Linked DNA regions of Cricetulus griseus: regions 1 and 3 are each linked to region 2. Evidence: chromatin contacts called from public Hi-C data. All regions are on one chromosome and are shown on one strand. Each heading gives the region's core, a stretch centred on a gene start, on an enhancer-like site or on the middle of the called end of the contact. The rest is flanking DNA. Distances are from core to core; before and after follow the strand shown.

Evidence for each region. A called contact is a pair of places that touch in the nucleus more often than the background predicts.
Region 1: a contact with region 2 is called in a Hi-C map of fibroblasts, with 5 times the contacts expected there. The contact joins the promoter of Hoxa1 here to the promoter of Skap2 in region 2. A contact is called at or near these places in 2 of 8 Hi-C or Micro-C datasets (the CHL-YN cell line and fibroblasts).
Region 3: a Hi-C map of fibroblasts shows a contact between it and region 2, with 4 times the contacts expected there. The contact joins the promoter of LOC100762131 here to the promoter of Skap2 in region 2. A contact is called at or near these places in 4 of 8 Hi-C or Micro-C datasets (the CHK-Q cell line, the CHO-K1 cell line, fibroblasts and 1 more).

What each region holds. Positions count from the first base shown.
Region 1 is chr8:89,186,710-89,190,897 of CriGri-PICRH-1.0, reverse strand. It overlaps Hoxa1 (homeobox protein Hox-A1), which reads right to left and starts at 2,912. Exons shown (of 2, transcript XM_027429633.2): 1 at 2,150-2,912; 2 at 165-1,620. The coding sequence starts at 2,798. The coding sequence ends at 1,265. It overlaps LOC103161127 (a long non-coding RNA gene), which reads left to right and starts at 3,128. Exons shown (of 2, transcript XR_003487720.2): 1 at 3,128-3,265.
Region 2 is chr8:89,329,901-89,334,393 of CriGri-PICRH-1.0, reverse strand. Skap2 (src kinase-associated phosphoprotein 2) reads right to left here and starts at 2,961. Exons shown (of 13, transcript XM_027429626.2): 1 at 2,746-2,961. The coding sequence starts at 2,812.
Region 3 is chr8:89,152,927-89,157,344 of CriGri-PICRH-1.0, reverse strand. LOC100762131 (homeobox protein Hox-A4) reads right to left here and starts at 3,046. Exons shown (of 5, transcript XM_027429635.2): 1 at 2,754-3,046; 2 at 2,710-2,751; 3 at 2,627-2,707; 4 at 2,445-2,624; 5 at 956-1,959. The coding sequence starts at 3,039. The coding sequence ends at 1,613. The region is part of intron 2 of Hoxa3 (homeobox protein Hox-A3); the gene reads right to left.

The DNA.
Region 1 (4,188 bases), core at 1,663-4,162, 140 kb after region 2:
CTAGACATTGGTTGGATGAGGCTATACTTATAAGGAATGCTGCAAGCTACATGACAATGGAGGGCCCACTTCTTTGAAAATAAATACCACCCTTCTGTCCTTCCCCATATATCCTTCCCCTTACTTTGTAGTAAGACACAAACTGTAGCCCAGCCAAATACACAGATGCTTAAGCATACCCAAAACTTGAATATTTTTTATTACAGACGTCTTAAGACCCGTAAACTCTGCTCTGGATCACATCCCTCTGGGATCTCAGAGCTGTTCATGATTGTACAGGAAAGGGGGACTATCGTAGGCTCACAAAAGATAACTGATAGAACTCAGTGTGGTACTTCAGGGACATCAAAACATTGTGCGACATGCAGAAGACTATTCACGAATCACACAAAATATACATTCATTGTGCCATCACATTAACAATTAGCTGAAAATACATTGTATCCAGCCAAGATAACTGTGGAAAGAAAGGGTGACTGAAAAGAGTACCTTTAGGTTACAAATAATCCAGCACACTTTTTAAGTGGAGGGTGGCCAGAGAAGCAAGAAGAAATCGGTAATTTGGGAAGTCTTGGCACAGCAAAGGTTCTGAACTTTGGGCTTCTCAGGCCTTCTTGACTCTGCAAGAGCAAATTGAGGCTACCTTTTGAGGAATCTGGTTCTGTTTGAATGCCAGGGTCCCCCCTTTTTTGTCCACCCATAATCACCAGTTTTGGAAGTTTGCCCACCCTGTTTGATATAGTTCTGCATGTTTCTAGAAAATCTGTATAAAGATAAATCTCTCAAGAGAAAGTTAAGGGGTGAATTAATTGTGTAAACACACTCAGTCAATCTCTTCTTCATGAGCCTTTGGATACTCTCTTTTTTGTGTGTCCTACTTAAGAGCCAGGTAGAGAAGAACAATATACAGATAAAAGGTGAGATGCCTCCCTTCTTCAAATGCCTGCTGGCAAAGGGTACTGTCCTCCAAGGGACATCTGAAAGGAACCATGGGTTGTGTAAAAAAAACTCTCACAACAGTGAGGAAGGAATTTTGGGGGCCACCAGAAATTGATATGGGCACCCGATGTGGATTAAGGATTTAATTTACAACCAAGTCTCCAGAATTCTATGGAACTACATTATGTTGCCCAGGAGCTCTCTGGATTGGACCAGAAAGAAAAAGAGAGACTGTAAAGGAAGAAAGATAAGCTAGAGATGTGCTTTGGGTAAGAAACCCTAGCCCAGGGAGAAGCCTGGACTACGGAGCTGGGCTGGAGTGGCCTCAATGGGAGGTAGGCAGGGTGTCTGAGGTAGATGATGCTGGAGAAGGAACGCAGGGCGAGGAGCTGGATTTCTCAGAAGATTCTTCAGCTTTCTCGTCGCTTCCAGGAGGAGTGGCTGGAGAAATGGGCAGGAGCCCCTCCTTCTCACGCTTCTTCTGCTTCATGCGGCGATTCTGGAACCAGATCTTCACCTGGGTCTCGTTGAGCTGCAGGGACGCGGCTATCTCCACCCTGCGCGCTCGTGTCAGGTACTTGTTGAAGTGGAACTCCTTCTCCAGCTCCGTGAGCTGCTTGGTGGTGAAGTTGGTGCGCACTGCGTTGGGTTGACCCACATAGCCATACTCTCCAACTTTCCCTGGGGTAACGGAGGAAGAGAGGAAAAGGTAAAAATTCTTTAACCCTTATCCGATTGCCCAATGTTCGGGGCAACATTCGGTTAACTGCTCAGCACAAACCCAGCTGGGAAGCTCTAGTGACAAACGATGTGTATGTAAAGTGTTAACCTGAAGTCAACCATTAGCGTGGTCAGGCTTCTGATTAATGGAGCCTGTAGATATTAACAAAACTCCACCACCACCGACACCTCCCACCCACACCACACCACACACACACACACACACACACACACACACACACACACACACACACACACACACGCTTCCTACTTCTAGACCACTGAAGCATCAGCCCCTTTGAAAATGCCAGGTCCAGAAACTGCTTTGCCCCAACACACCTGGGCATCCTACACCACACACTATAACTCCAGAAGACACTAGACAGAAGCAAGAACCCATCTTTTAAAATCATTAACTTTCCTAGGAAACTAAGCGCACCGGCCCCTTTCAAAATCAAGCAACATTTGTTTGCCAGCCGGCAGGACTCACCTGTTTTGGGAGGGTTTCTTTTGACTTTCATCCAGTCAAAGGTCTGCGCTGGAGAAGGCGTCTCTGAAGCAGGGGAGCGACAGGCTTCTTGGTGGCTGGCGTGGAGAGGGGATAAGGAGTTATTATACGTGGCCAGGGCCAGGCTCTGGTGCTCTTGTCCATAAGAGTGGTGGATATACTGAGGCGAGCCCACCGTGCCCCCAGCATAACCCTGGTGGTGGTGGTGGTGGTGATGCTGGACCATGGGAGATGAGAGGTTTCCAGAGTAAACAGCGGGAGCGCACGGGGAGTACCCACCACTTACGTCTGCTTCCTGATTTAATCCATAGGGGCCATAAGGCGCACTGAAGTTCTGCGCGCCATAGCTTGGACCACAACTCGAGTGGGAGTAGGAAACCCCCAGACTCCCAGAAGTCTGGTAAGTAGACGGCTGGGGGTGGTGATGGTGGTGGTGGTGGGGCGAGCTGATCTGCACCCCCCTGCCCACTAGGAAGCGGTCGTCGCCGCCGCAGCTGTTGGCACTGACCGCGCAGGATTGGAAAGTTGTAATCCCATGGTCAGAGGTGTAGGCTCGCGCAGAGCAGGTCCCGGAGTCGCCACTGCCAAGGATGGGATATTCCAGGAAGGAGCTCATTCTTGCATTGTCCATCTGTCACTGAGTGACTGGGTCCTGCGAAGCCCTGGGTGACCGTGCCAACTTTCTCACTTCCTCCATGGGACCAGAGAAGAAAAATGATATGAATGTACAGTGCGCAAGAGGCGGGGCGGGAAGGCGGAGGACTCAAGGGGAAGGACACGTGACTTTGTCAACCAATGGCTGAGCCGCCTGCGAAAGTTTACCGGCTGCGGCGGTGATGGATCACCGTTTCAGTGGCATTTAAATCCCCGGCGCTCCTCAGTCTAGGTGACGCGCGGTCGCCCCCCCAGGCTGCCCGGGCCGCGGCGGCTGCTCCGGCCGCTGCCAGAGCTGACTTGGAGCACTGGGGCCAAGGGGAGTAGAGATTGACTTCTGCGCGCGCCCGACTCTGCTCGCCTCCGCCTCCAGGATGTGGGGGATGGGAGGCGACCCTCCGCGGCCCTTTCCCCACCCAGCCTAGAAAGCTGAACTGACAAGAGGTGAGAGGGGACGAGGCCTCTCGGCTCTCTTGAGGCGGGCCTCGGTAGGCCAGAGCTCTCTGCATGGTCTCAAGGACCCTGGCGGAGCCGGGAGCAAACAGGGTGGGAAGGGTAGGAATCCAGCACACATCATCCCCTCAGCTCGGGATGGCCGCCACCACCCAGTCCCTGCAGAGACTTGAGCCTGGAACCCAGGCGCCTAGGGCAAGGCTGCGTCACTGCCTCACCCGCCTCGGAATGTAGGGGGACGTGCGCAAAGGATTGTCTGGGAGGAATCAGGGTGGGTGTGATGGGGACCAGAGAAAGAAAAGAAGCTACTGTCCTCATCCGGAGGGTCTCAGAGCCCTCTGCCCTGACTCCTACGGGCCAATAGCGTGGCTATGGGAGCTTCTGTAATTCGACCCCAGGGGGGCGGGGGAGCCCTAGGAACCCAGCTCTCTGGGAAAGTCCGGGTGTCTGCTCTCTTCTCTGCCCTCCCTCTTCTCTGGATCTCTTCCCCTTTCTCCTTCCCAGTCAGTCAGCTTTGCTCTTGGTAGTCCCTCAGGATCCGGAGCAACTCTGCTGCTGGAGTTTGAGGGTGGAAGGCAGATGAGAAAGATGACGCTAGCAGACGTGGCCGGCATGAGGGCCGAGCCTGAGCTGCAGGCCTTCTGTCTGCTCTTAGAGACCCAGGAGCTTGCTCGCTCCAGCGTAGGCCTCAGAGGGACGGAGGGACGGGACAGAAGGACGGATCGCACAGTTCTTACAAAGTATGCTGACCTCCCGCGTCACATTTCTCTCTTTCATAAGGGGCTTGCTTGTTAGGAGTGGGAAAACCTCCTCTTGCCACCGCCCCCTATTGCATGTCTGGGGGGTGGGGAGGGACTGGCAGGTGGGAGGGGCAGTGGACAGATGGCTGAGTGGATTGTATACTTTCCAACGGA
Region 2 (4,493 bases), core at 1,712-4,211:
ACATAAATCAAGACCATTTTTGCTATTAGTCCTAGTCAAAATATTTGGGTATGGGGTAAGATTAAATGGCCAAGACTTGGGTCTATCCTTTGGTTTTAATTATCCAAGATAAACCTGTTCTTCCATTGTTGGGGAGGGGGGTTAAAGGTTGACTCAACAAAATGTTATATAAACTGTTCTAAAAAGAAGAACTGAACATTTCTTATTTTTAAAAAATATAGGCCTTCAATTTTTAGTGTATTGATGCTATAGAAACTGTAACTGTTTAAACTATACTGTCATTTTTTCAAGGGTATTATTAATTGTGGGTTAAGCATAGTAACTTTAGTTTTGCATTCCCAGACAGTGTTTTTAAAGATGAAAGGAATAAGGAGGGGACAAATACTGAAATGGCAGTCTAAAGCTACTATGAGAAAGCAAAACAATGACAAAGAAAAAACATGATTAAAAAAAAATACATTTGAGCACCTATCTCCATCAAGCAAATACTGAACGTGTATGACATATGATGACTCAGATAATGAGCATATGAAACATAAAACCAAATGCCATTTTTCTTCCTTCTGAAAGCAGAGGGTTTTAAATTCTTGTAAAGGCTGGCTCCTTATCTAATTCACACTGTGCCACAAATTTTAAGAGTCTTAACTAATTACAAGTACCAGGATCAGAATCTCTTCTTCAATTTAAAGAAGAATGTACTAAGTAAGTCAGCAATATCTCTAAAACCCAATCAGTTAAAACACTTAGCTCTAATTTTACAATTCTATATTTAATCATGTACTATCACCCAAACACCTGAGTGATGGAATCGTCAACCTGCATCCCAATAAGATTCAAGGGTGACATCTAGTCTAAAGATGTTAATGAAACATAAAACCTTAGCCATCTTTGAATAATTAAAAGTTGTTTTAAGCCGTGAAGAAGACTAGCTCACTTGTTTAATTCCTTTACTATATACCATATCCATGAGCATCTTCTAAAATAAAGTGTAAGGCAAACTTGCAATCTATAAACATTTATCGTTTTAAGATTTGTTTTAACCCCCATGCATCTTATAAAAAGATAATTTCAAAAACTGTGCTAGTACAACCTCTGACTTAACAGACCGCAGAAATATACAGAAAGTTAGCAGTAGCAGATAAATGTGTAATTCTGAGCTTTGGTTTACATGACACAAGAGAGAGCCACAGAAAACACTTGTAATCTATGAGGCTCAGAGAGTGATGGGCCTTACAGTTCACACAGCATACATACTATGCTAGAAGTATAACTGTGAATCCATATGGTAACTTGCTACTAAGGGAGCTGTCAAGCTTTAAAAGCTAAACAGAGGTATTTTTTAAACAAACAAAAAAAAATGGACCTGGAATAACTAACCTGAAAACAATAACAATTGTGGAATAAAACAGTTTTCGTGATCTAGTTATTAAGATACTTTTCTAAACATGCAATTCCAGAAGATGACCCCCCACAAAAAAAGTTAACTATAAGTAAAACAAAACTGATATTCCTATAAGTGCCCATATGATGAAAAAAAAAAAAAACGCTTCCTTATATCAGCATCAATAGGTCTTTCATCATTTCTTCATGACACTCGTTAATGACAAGAAGCATTTCTCAGAGTGACATAGTACACCATCATCCTGCATCATGCTCATACGAATACAAGACTGCATCCATACATGTACTTGAATTTTTCCATCATCTTCATGATGCACACAACCCAACAATTTAACAAGGTATTATGACGCTTGCTCTCACACTATTGCAACAGTAACTTATTAGTTGAATTGTGACATTTTAGGTGGCCTCGCTTTTTAACAATTAAAGTACACAACTTACAACATCTAGGAGAAACTTTTTAATTCAGTTATCCATGATCAGTATTGGAAGAAATTTTTTAGAGACAGCCAAACTAAAATTATTCCATTTCCAGAATTCTGACATCTACAAGACAAAGTATATAATGGTATCCAAGACCATCAGGATAGGGAAGCCTTAAGCTACTCTAAAAAGGGGTATTCTCTACTTGATACAGAACTATAGAGCTTTTCTTGATCCTTAAGTGGAAATACACACCTCCATACATTGCTAACAGTAGGTTCATAGTAGCACTAGGAACCACAGTTCAACTCTTCAAAGTTCCTATAAATGGGAATGTAAAACCGAAAAGGGGAAGATGATGGTGCAAAAGACGAAGTTCTTTCATCACGTGACACAGGAAGTCGGACTTTTAACACATCCTTCCCTTTTCCCTTTAATAGTTACTGAGGCTGGAGGCAGTGGCCATTTGAAAATCAGGCACACTTCAAAAATGTAAACATGTTTGACCTGACTGTTCAAGAGAAAGATCTTTTGGAAACAGCACCTTTGCACTTCCTACCTCCCAACACCTGCAGCCCTACAGTGTCCTTGCTAACTAACAGCGGCACCCCTCCCTCCTGGCCCGGCCGCCCAGGAACTAATGCCTGCAGTTCTCAAGCATGCATTCAGCAACACTTGCTGCCCATCTCCCGCCCTCACTTTCGGGTCTCTGGGAAACTCGCAACTCCCGGCTCTCGGGGGAGGATCAGCACGTCTCAGCATACACGCCCACTCCCTCCTGGTCCCCGCACCCCGGCTCCCTGAGCCCCCGACTCGGCACGTCCCCACGGCGGGCAGGTGAAGGCTGAGCGCTTCTGTCCCTACCGGCTCGCCGTCCCGCGCCCCCGCCCCCAGTGTCACCGCCCCCTTCCCGCTTTTTACCTGCCAACAGGTTCCTAATTTCCTCCGGGAGGAGGCCGGGGCAGGACGTGCTGCTGGGGTTGGGCATGGCTGTGGCCGGGCCCTAGACTCGCGCTGGCCGTCCGGGTGAGCACGACGAGCCGGGACACGGCCGGGCCGAGGCTCGCAACAAGGAAGTCCCTGGCTCTCCAGCCAGCAGTAGCCGGACCCCGGGCCCCGCCCCGCCCGGGAGAACGGGGCGGGGCCACGGGACAGGGGGCGGGGAGAACGGGCTTGGAGCCCGACTGCGCTTGCGTAGCTCGTGCTTTCTGAGAGTCTAAAGAAAGCGCCTCCGGGCAGGCCACGCCCACATGCCCTCCGGGCAGGCCACGCCCACACGCGGAGGGGCGCTGGAGGCGGGGCCGCAGAGGGCAGGCAGCGGATTGGAGCGCTGTCACCTGACGGGCCTTGAAGTGCGTCCGCGCCATTTTTGGTGCTGGTGCTGCAGACGCCCCTCGGTCTGCCTCCAGGGTTCCGGGAAAGGACGTCTCCGCGGTGCTTCACGCTTACCTGTTTAGGGACCGTCTGAGCAGTGGTCGTTCCCACCGGGTCACGCCTTGTCTGGTGGCCCACCAGCAAGTGCCCACCACCACCCCACTGGCATGACCGCCTTTGTCCAACTGTTTGAAGCCAATAAAGTCTCATTTCCGCCAGTCCTTCCTGAGAGCCCCAAGCAAACGGCGGAGCGTTCTGATTGGCCCTGACAGTACTTTTCTCCCTAGTCTTGGAGTGAAAGATTTCCCTGGCTCTGATGGAAGTCCCAGACATTATCCATTTGGGGGCGGGCACCCAGAGAGTTAAGTTGGTACTACTAGTAATCCACCCGTACCGCTGTCCACCTGTATTTTTTAATTGCTAGTAGTGATTAGGAGAATAAATATATAAAATATGTTTTCTTTCATTTAGTCAGCAAAGACTGGGCCTTCTGTCATTAAATGGTACAGGTTTAATCTAAATCCCAAGAAGACAAGTTCTGGCTATATTAGAATCTTGTGTGTGTGTGTGTGTGTGTGTGTGTGTGTGTGTGTGTGTGTGTGTGTGTGTGTGTGTAAATGATAGCATTCAAATGCCATTAACTTTTACAATCACTTAAAACCTACTGTGTAGAAGTGCTTGTTATCAAAGCAAATGAAGCTACCAGAGTCACTGAAGAATAGGGAAGAGGCTGATAGGAGTCTTCAAGTAGATACTGACAAAGCAAAACATTTTGAGTGTCCCCTGTATACTTGTTTTGGTAAATTTGTGCTTGGAACAGTGGCTACTGAAATGCCCCAAGTTGCACCGTCCATCTGTCCTTTGGCACATCATTTTCAAAATGACACACGAACATCACTTTACCCACATTTCTCTTCATAGAGACAGTGGCTATCGTTTATTATTTCTCCTAGGTACAAATGTTGTCAAAGCTCCAATCAAAATATAAATTGCTTATTCCTGTACACTCCAGCTTCTTTTTTAAATATTGTTCTATTTTCAAGACAGGGTCTCACTGTGTAGTTCTTGCTGTTCTGGAACTCACCATGTAAACCAGGCTGGCCTTGAACTCACAGAGATCTGCCTGCTTCTACCTCAAGAGTGCTAGGATTAAAAGCAAGGGCTACTACACCCAGCTTCCCCTCCCCCTCCCCCTCCCCCCCCCACTCCCCACTATTCCCCACCTCCAGCTTTCTTTAGACCAATGTTCCTTATACTTTAATCTGCCTTAGGATCACTGAGAGAAATTACTAAGG
Region 3 (4,418 bases), core at 1,797-4,296, 180 kb after region 2:
GCCAGGTGGCAGTTCTAGCAGTACTCTGTGCAGTGTGTGTGTGTGTGTGTGTGTGTGTGTGTGTGTGTGTGTGTGTGTGTGTGTGTGTAATGCCTGAGTACCAAATTTCAACCAATGAACAAATATCAGGGATACAGAGATTGAGAGGTGAGTTTTCAATTTTTCCCCACCCTTTAGATCTAGCTCTCTGGGTATGCACAGAAACACCCCTAAAGCACTGAGGAAAGTGACCCTAATCAGAGTTTGGCTTTCTCCCAACAGTAAACTCTTCCAAAATGACCTTGCTCAGGGTGTATTTTGGGGTGTCATTATGTTTCTTATTCCCTCAGAGGATACTTTGGAGAGTGTGGTGGGAAAGTTCACTTTACTCTAAAAGCTCTTCCTAGAGAAGCAAACAAGAATTCCCAAACTGTGCTCAGCGAGAAGACTTTAAGATCAGCCAAAAACCAAACAGCAATCTCAACCCTTTGCATAAACTATTTTTTATCTCCAGGGAAACAGGCAGATTAAGTGTGAAGGTGCAACAAATGCCAAGGGGCTGCTCTTTCCAAGTGTGCCCAGAGTTCATCCCGTGGAACAGCTGCAGAAACTCCTGGGCCTCTGCTCAGCCCGGTTTCACCTTTCATTGCAGGGACAGACATGTTTCTATGCCTTACAGAGACTTGAAGCCTGAACGCCTGGCCAAGTTTGGAAAGAAGAGGAGCCCTCTCAGGACTCAAGAGCCTTCTGCTTTTTGGAACATTTCCACAGTGGGTCAAGCTTGACAAGAATTGAGATCAAGTTGAAGACACACACAGACACTAATTCTGAGAGTATTCAGAGTGTGACCCTGGCTCACACTGTCTACAAGGCTTCTGCACACAAGGTTAAATATCTCCACCAAGAGGAGTTGGTTTTTGTTTTGTTTTGTTTTTATGAAAAGCTTGGAATACACACAAATCTATCTCCTAGGTTCTTAATGTTTTTTTTAAATGTTTATTCTTAGCACATTCCTTTTTACACAGCCATATCACTTTGTACAGTTGCAAGTGGGTCTAAATGCATTTCCCTCTCCCCCAAGATTGTGCCCAAGAATAAGACAATCATATCTCTATAACAATATTTTAAATAAATGCAAGGAGAGGAAACTACATGCCACACCTACCATCGAGTTCTACACATTTTGAGAATTAAATAATCTGGTGAGGTCCACAATGTCTACTCAGTAAAGCTCATGTGAGCTGCCTTAATGTAGAAGAGGAAGGTACTGGAAGCTGGGAAAGGGCCTGCTTCTTCTGCTTGTCACAACGATACAAGTGCATGTCCCCAGTCAGCATGTGCTGTCCTGCTGACTCAAAGCCATTCCATGATAAGCGCTTCCTCACAGGTTTCCACCCCTGGCAAGGTTGTCCAGGTCAGCAGGTTGTTCCACTAGGCAGTGTCCAGGACATCTGTCCTCTTGGGGATTACACAGACACTTACCAGGGATAATATCTTCTTTTTGGTTATGGTTTCCACCAAGTTGAATTTTGTTTTGGTGTCTGTCATGGTTTTCTTGGGGAGGAGTGGATGAGGATAGGAGCAGGAGAGAAGGGCAGGTAAGTGACAGGAACTGATTTAGGTCCTCAGATGACTACATGGAGGAGGGAATGGGTGTGGAGGCGTCAGGGAGAGGGTGGGGATGGGGGTGGGGGCTGTGGGCTTGTGCTTTTCCAGGCGGGCCGGCAGGGGCCGATGCAGGGTTGGAAGATCGCATCTTGGTGTTGGGAAGTTTGTGATCTTTCTTCCACTTCATGCGCCGGTTCTGAAACCAGATCTTGACCTGGCGCTCAGACAAGCAGAGCGTGTGAGCGATCTCGATGCGGCGCCGCCGGGTCAGGTAGCGGTTAAAGTGGAATTCCTTCTCCAGCTCCAAGACCTGCTGCCGGGTATAGGCTGTTCGAGAGCGCTTGGGCTCGCCTCCGTTATAACTGGGGTTGACTGAACGCCAGAACCCCGGAAGGAGAAGGCCAAGGAGGAGGGAGTGGAAGAGAAGGAGAGAGGAGATAGGGTGGAGAAGAGCAATTGGACATCATCATTATATAATAACCTGACACCAAGTTCACGCAAGACACATAAAACGGCAAAGAAAATGTTTCACAGGCTATTGACAACGGGAAACACCCGAGAGCCATAAAGAATGGTGCTGGGCATTGGGGCTGAAGAAAAGCTTCAAAGACACATGGCCCGGAGCCTCTGCCAGGGCAATTAAATTTATGGGGGCTATAATTACTGCCCTAACAGTTTGGCGTCTCGTAAATCTTGAGATAAAGGGACCCTGGGTACAAAAGGGTTCTCACGTTGGGACCAGGATTCGGGCAGCGTGCACACACCCACAGCCAAAGCGCGGGCCAGATGGGGGGGGTCCCTTCCCGCGCCCTGCCCCGCGCCCCCGCGCCCGCTGCCCACCCGGCGGCGCCACATACCGGCGCTCACGTGGATCTTCTTCATCCAGGGGTACACCACGGGCTCCTTGCCCTTCGGGCCCACCGGCCCCTGGTCCGCCAGTAGCAGCGGGCACGCGGGGGCGCTGCCCCCCGTCGCGACAGCCGGGGTGGCAGGGCCCGGAGCGCAGTGCGAGGGGCGCGGGGGGCTGCGGGCCGGGCTGGGTGCGCGCCGGGGGCCGGGTCTGCTCGGGTCGCGCGGGCGCCGCGCGCGGCGGCCAGGAGCGGCGCGGGGTACAGGCCCCGGGGTAGCTGGCCTCGCGCGCCCGCGGCGCGTAGTAGGCGGGGCCTGGCGGGCAGCGTGCAGGTTCGGGGCTGGCAGGTGCGGGGTGGTCTGGGGCCGCGGGAAGCCGGGACCCCCGCCCGCGCCGCCGTCCCCACCGCCCGGGCCGCCGTGCGGCGCGAACTCCTCGAAGGGAGGGAACTTGGGCTCGATGTAGTTGGAGTTTATCAAAAACGAGCTCATGGTCATTAATTTGTGAAGTGCAAAAATACTAATTTTTCTCGCGGTGTCGTTTTTCTGCGCTCGCCGAGGCCCCTCCCCCTCTCGCCGCGCTTCCCATCCCCCCCAACCCATCCCCGGCGCCGCCCCTCCCCCCGCTGTCAAACGCTCGCCCTCCCCCTCCCGCCGCCGCCGCCGCCGCCGCCGAAGTTCGAGCCGCTCTTCCCCCGCCCCCGCGCGCACCCCGCGCGCGCCCCGCCCCGCGTCCCACGTGCCGCGACCCGGCCAATGGGCGATCCGCGCGCGCGGACCCGGATCAGGAAACGCGCGGGGGCGTGATGGATGCGGCTCTCCGCCCGGGCGAGCCGGCGGGCGGGCGAGCGGGCGGGCGGGAGGAGCAAGTCGGGGCTTGGGTTCCTCGAGGCCCCCCAACTTGGACTCCGGCTGAGAAGTCGGGGCCTGTTAGGCTGTGGGCGCTTTGGAGCCCTCTCCCTGCCCACGTCTGCCCTAGGCCTGGGGGCAGCTGGTCTCCACGGCTCAGCGCTGACCTCCCGTCCATCCAGGCCTCGGGTGATCCTCCGAGGGTTCGAGACCCTCCAGGACAGGGAAGGACACTGGGACCAAGAGGCAGACCCTGGCTTTCTGTCCTAGCCCCGGGATAAAACGAAGCAGGCCTACAGACCCATTTTCCTCGCCCGCGCGCGCGTTGATTCTTGACCCACCCTCTGCACATCCCCTCGGCCGCTGGGGAGCCCCTGCTGTGCGAAGCCGGCCTGGAGCCGCTGCACAGGAAGGGTGGGTGGAATGGGCCGCTGAACAATCCAGTTAGAGACGCACAGCGAGGGCGTTCCAGTAAAACCTCGTGGATGCTTAAATTTTTTTCTTTCTTTTTTTCCAGAGGCAGAATTTGTACAGCATTTTTTCATTTACTCTTTGGAGGTGCTGACGAGAGAGCTAAACACGCCTCCTTTACTGGGCGCTATTGTGAGACCTCCACCCTAGAATGGGAATGGAGAGGCAACGCCTGCACAAAACCCGGCTTTGAATCCAGTAACTTCTTATCATAGAAAAAAAAACAAAAAAACAAAAACAAGCTTGAGATAGAATAAGACCCTTGCGGGTCTGATCGTCAACCGGTCTTCTGACTTTTTTTTTCCCCTCCTTCACCTTTTGGATGCTCCTTCTTCAGGCTGTGGCAATGGCTTATATTTACAGGACAGTCTGTAATTTCTGAATTGCTGAAAATTAGCATATTAACGATATCAGTAGCTCCGGAAAGGAGAGAGAGGGGACTGTTGTCTGCCATTTGGTAATTGAAATTTGATGGGTAAACTATTTATGTCATCATTAACAAATAAATTACTTATTAATTCCACCTAATGTTGATCTTTGAAGTAAACCCTGATGCTTCATTCTTACTGTGTTCCCTTTCTTCTGAATAGCAGCAGACACGGCTAGATCCCCTTTGCATGATAGTAAAACAGTGCAAACTAGCATAACTCTCATGTTGACAT